Linked DNA regions of Gasterosteus aculeatus: region 1 is linked to region 2. A link is a contact called in public Hi-C data. All regions are on one chromosome and are shown on one strand. Each heading gives the region's core, a stretch centred on a gene start, on an enhancer-like site or on the middle of the called end of the contact. The rest is flanking DNA. Distances are from core to core; before and after follow the strand shown.

Region 1 (2,783 bases), core at 185-2,684, 85 kb after region 2:
AATGGGTCCTCTGTCGTATCCTCGGTACAGAGCGATGAATCCCCGTTAAAAGCTTCTCCGTCTATTGTAATCAGGGATCTATTTTGTAGATGGGTTGCTGTAAACTATTGTGAGGCCTGACGCGTATTAGCGATCAAAGCGACAATTAACATTTCTGAGCTTTAACCTTATAATTCGGAGGATCTTCAGATAATCACGGCACCTCCGGGGTCGTCCAACTTCCATCATCCCCCGTAGCAGGGTGGGGTCAAAGGGTCGGCAGAGAGCTAAGCACGGCCTGCGCCGTTTGGGTGGCGGCGATAGGATTGAACCGCATCACGCAACGTAAAGACGGTGGAAATATAACATCTCACTGCAGGCTGAAAAAAATGTTCAATCAAGGGTTTTTCTAAGGCTCTTTTACAAAAGTTATGTTTTACTAATGAGATTATCTACGCTCACTCCAGGGGGGGGGGGGGGAGTGGAATGACTCAACTGTTTTGTGGCCTGGCCTGATCCCAAGTCCTTTGCATGCAACCTGCTAATTCGTCCGGCTGGCTAATGAGCGGCTTGCGTGCCGGTAGCTCATTAGCTGCCGCGTCAGAAACGGTCACCAAACATGTCACATGCCCCCCCTTGTTCAGCGCCCCCGCCGCCAGGAGCAGAGACGGACATGACCCACTCAGCTTGGGGCAGTTAGGGCTGGTGTTGGTGTGGTTTATGCCACTTGAATCATACCGGTCTTATAAGTGTTACATCACTAAGATCTGGTGGATCAAGATTTAAAAAATATATAACATTTGGGAAAGTTGTGGCCGATGTTGTGGTTGATTTAATACAAGTAAAACTATTTGTTTTCCTAATAGGGAAGTTATACACAGCTTATAAATTGCATTCATAGTTATTGTAATGCCCTTTATGTCGGTCATTCTTTTCAATCGCCAATATGTATGACCTTTTACCTCCTTTGTGCTCAATTTATTACATTTAAGTATTTTAATGCAATCAAAGGTTGATTTAACTGTGATGTGCTTGCATGAAGAAAAATTATTATTACAAAATGACACGACAACGCCTCCGATGACGAACCTCTCATCTTCTGTTGTGTGATTATTATCAGTCAACTTTGATCCAAGCTTTCAAGGGAAACTCCTGTAGAGAAAAAAAGTAAATGTAGAAAAATACTGCAATTTTAGACACCAGACGAGGAGTAAGCGTTGTGGTCTGACGATTGCTGCAATTCCCGACTAACTCCTTCTCATGTAGGAAAAAACGTGATTGTGGTTAAAAATGTGATTATTCTTTTGGCGTTGAGCTTCTTCTGGTTCTTTGCTCTCTTTGTTGTGTCTTATTGTGGAACCACTGGGTGGCACCCTGCCATCATAAAATCCTCCGTCCATCTGATGACAGATAATCATTTCTCTCTGTGATCCTTTTGTCCACATGGCACAGGGACCCAAAACAAACAGTAACAGCAACACGGCACTGGGTGGACTCGTAGTGGGGCTCTGGTTTCAGTATTCACAGATCTAGCACACTGGGGAGGCACTTTTGGGACGTTTTTGTTCTACGAGGACTTTGACTGTGAAAAGAAAGATGAGATGAGAACATATATATATATATATATATATATATATATATATATATATATATATATATATATATATATAACTGTTTAAGTTCAGCACCAACGTATTATGACCGCTGTTGTATTAAGAAGGGCCTCTTGCTGGCTCTGATCTGGCAAATGAGCTTAATCCTTGCATGCGAACTGATCCGTTAAAGCCCTAAAATGATCCGATCCGGGGGGCGGGGGGGGGGGGGGGATCTAAATTACATAAATCTTATAAGAAGAGTTTAACAACTTAGAAAGTGGAGTGGTCACAATACAGCTGCCGTATGACTGAAATCTTACAAAATGATGTTCTTTTCTAAATCCGCTCTGTAATCTCACATGAAACCCTTTTTTGTGTGTCGTGTTTAAGCCAATTACATGGACACAGCAAGCCGTGTGCAAAGTTTTTGTTTGTTCTTAAGGGGTCACGGTTCAGTTTGCGGCCTTGACATTGCTAAAACCTGCGCGCAATATTTCTGCGTGAAACGTAAACATGGTGAAAAGCGCTTTGAGGCGACGCATCAGAGAAGCCCGGGAGACCTTTGACACGTTGACTGACAGCTACATGTTTAACTGTGGGAAGATAATTAGTCTGCAAAGAACAGACAGGACGTGAATCCGCTGGAGTTCGGTGGCGTGTTTCCTGATGAAGAAACGAGGGAAAGCTCTTCAAAGAGGACTGAACTGTCAAACTAGTGTTCGGTGCCTCCAGCATATAGAGTTGGGGGGGTGGGGGGGTATGAATCAAGGGGTTTTTAATTCATCACCGCAAGAAATCCTCAATGAAAAACATAAGCACAATGTTCTTTTTACTGCAACATGGTGTTAATTATTTAACCTCATGCGCCATCTAGTGTTCGAAAGAACAAGGTGCAACACAAACTATGAACATACAAGACGTCAATAAAGAAGAGAAAACGTGTATTGAAACACTTGTAGGGAACCAACATTAATGCAATGTGCTTTGGTAATTCACATTATGCTATGAAATTTTGACGCCTGTTGATAAAAGCTGTCATGTTTATAATAGTCTCTTTCTAATCATTAACCATCGACACAATCTCCATTCTCTCAGGTGTGTGCAGTAAATCCTTTATTAGACACCCAATCAACATCATCGCATTGTTAGAGGAGGAAAAGTGGTTTAATCCACCTGCAATCGATATGTATAAGCCATTATAATCCAGTA
Region 2 (2,918 bases), core at 286-2,785:
GTGGGGATGGTGTAGTCCGGTGTCACCGAACCATCTGGCAAAGCAGCTGCTGCACTGCTGATCCAGACCGTCGCCCGTACTTTGGCGTCGAAGCCCCCCTGAATATCCGTGTCCAGAGAGTCTCCCACCATAACACAGTCCCGGGCCTCCACCTGGAGCATGTTGAAACACAACGTGAAGATGGAGAGGAGCGGTTTCTGCTCGGCGTGTTCTCCCCCAACCACGATGGCGTCGAAGATCTCGTCACATCCGACTGCCTCCACCTTCTCCCTCTGAGTCTGAGCCTCCCCGTTGGTCAGCAGCAGCAGCTTGTATCGGCCGCGCAGCTCCCTCAGGAGGGCGCGGATCTCAGGGGAAAGACTGAGGAACTCCAGGCGGCTGCTTTTCCACAGGTAGTAGCACTGAGAAGCCAGCGAGTGTGGGGGGCAACGACTGCCCGCAGCCTCCAGGATGCTCTCCTCCCAGTGACCCACGCGGACCTCATCAATAGATCTGCCGGCCGAGGGGTCAAAGGTCTCCTGGAAAAGCTTCTGCTTGAACTTGTCACAAATACTGCTGACGGTGATGTCGTCTACGCCCAGCGAAGTCTTCAAAAGTTCACTGGTCTGTAAGATAGAAATAGAAAAAACATTAAAGGATATAGAACATTTATGCAAATATACACAAGTGGTCAAGGATAGCTGGTCAAGTTTAAATCAAAGTGCAAGAAAACTGTCCACGGTGGGAGAGGCAGGTGGTACAGACCGTTGAGGTCGAGGTGGGGCTTTAAAACACCCATTCAGAGAAAGATTTAACCACGGGGCTTCTGGTTGGTTATTTTTCTAACCAAATCAGGCAAAACGTACGTCTCGGATACATTAAACCTCATCCAGGATTCAGACCTTCCTTATAATTTGACTTATTGATCATATAAAAAAACTACAATTAAAGTATGTAAAGTAAAAGGAGTCATCAAGCAGGATCTATACCTTATACTTCCATCGTTTATCAGGTTTTAGTGGGGCAGAGCTCTACACGAGATCACTAAACTCCATGTACAAATATTAGTGATAGTTGACCCACCCTGACAGGTGCAAACACAATAAGGTGTGTGTGTGAGGGGGGGGGGGGGGGCAGAGATAAGTTGTACATAATAAAGTTGTACATAATAAGTGATCATTAGGTGTAATGATCACTTATTATGTACAACTTTATTTGTATTAAGTAACTCGATCCATCATGAAGAAGAGTAAAAGAAGGGCCCCTTTAACTGAGTCCATGGAGCCGTTGCTATCAGCAGTCTCTGCCAGCGTTACAGACACGGGAGCTAACGTTAGCTGTAAATGCTACAGGACGAGTGAGGTCATCACCTTTGTGATCGCCATTCCTCCCGCCCGACTCGTCTCAATGAGCGTGTTGTCCAGGTCGAACAGTATCGCCTTCACGGCCTGACCGTCCATCGCCGCGGCGCGACTGCTTCCCTCCCCCCGAACAACCGTGTTTCACACCGCAGACAGCGCGCGCTGAGCCCGGTGCGGAAGTAGCCCGCTGCCGGGCGAACTGCATGGTGGGAGTTGCAGTTTAGTTTATATGTGTGTGCAGCGCTGGCGAGTTTCTCCCTCGAGAGGACGCCACTAAATCAAAAATACAAGCTGTGTTGGAGTTTCTTTTTTTGGCCACAATATTCTCAGATCACACTTCACTTATAACCACTTAAATGACAAGACAATATAAATGTTTGTGCCATTTCAAAATAAAGTCAAGAGGCCGGCTTGTACCTCAGCAGTTGTGTCGATAAAACTTTAATTTAATTTAAAAATGTTATTTACATATATAATATAAGTATTGAGGATTGGCTCACAAAAACAAATCAGAAAAAAACGTGATTATATATATTGTAGTGGCTCTCGCTTATGAAGCTGACGTGCTCTTTTATTATGAAACAGGCTACTGTGGGCCGCAGCCTACGCCAAAACAAAACAACCGCTTTCAATATATAATATATATAAAAAGTCTTAAAGCGAGGATTTTGCTTTGCGTCGTTATTATACAGGGTTCTAGAAAGCACAAGCTATTTTCCCTTATGGGCATGCTTCTAATTTCCGACTGAACTGTAACAAAAACCTGCTTATATTAAACTTTCATTATAAATTATTTATAGACCGCAATAATCCAAAGAACTGTCAGTGTCATCACTTATCTTATCAAATTTCCTCTACGTGACACTTGACCATGCATGTTGCCAATTAAAACACACATGAGACACACTTTAGAATTCAAAACATACCAAAACTATTATGCAACCTTTCCTTTAACTTCTCTTAACTGGCAATGTGCCAGAGGTTCACACGCAACAGTGTGCAGGCCTGTTTTAATCCCCAGAAATCACAACAATAGTTTCTCACATTACCTAACAGCATTCTTAGTTGCAGCTCATGTGCTCTCGTCTTTAAAAACAACCGTCCTGACCTATTTATTTTAATCACCTCGGTCAAAAAAAATGACAACTATAAATCAAAAAATGATGTGAGAAGCCTAGACTGCTATTACCCATGAGAACAATCCACGTCTACCGCTTGCATGCGAAGGAGGAACACGCTTGTCTAAATGACAGGCGTGCAGCAAATAAGCTCAAAACCTTTTATCGCCCGTAACCTTAAAACGGCAAGAGAAACGTAAGCACGTGTGAAGAGTGAACCAGTGCAAAGATGGAATTCCCCTTTTGATGGAGGAAGGGATAGAGGGAGAGGGGGGGGACAACAGCAAATGACCCCCCTAACAGGCTGCTAGTGATTCTTCTGAGGGACTGGTGAGACCTGGTGTCTTCGTCTGCTAGACACCATTCCTCTTTTATCTGTGCAGGTGGCCGTGGCTGCACATGGTATATTTTATATAGTATATATATTATAACTCTCAACTGGGCACGAACATTGAGGGTG

The links. Hi-C and Micro-C count contacts between places; a contact is called where the count stands out from the background.
Region 1: a Hi-C map of whole body shows a contact between it and region 2, with 6 times the contacts expected there. The contact joins the enhancer-like site here to the promoter of nanp in region 2. A contact is called at or near these places in 3 of 6 Hi-C or Micro-C datasets (skeletal muscle, tail fin and whole body).

What each region holds. Positions count from the first base shown.
Region 1 is chr6:5,146,052-5,148,834 of fGasAcu3.hap1.1, forward strand. No RefSeq gene overlaps it. Among protein-coding and RNA genes, the nearest start is that of opn3, 15 kb to the right of the region's middle. Within about 2 kb of position 1,435, at least 1 of the 9 cell types and tissues checked has open chromatin away from gene starts, as enhancers often do.
Region 2 is chr6:5,060,897-5,063,814 of fGasAcu3.hap1.1, forward strand. It overlaps nanp (N-acetylneuraminic acid phosphatase), which reads right to left and starts at 1,536. Exons shown (of 2, transcript XM_040178104.2): 1 at 1,350-1,536; 2 at 1-605. The coding sequence starts at 1,439.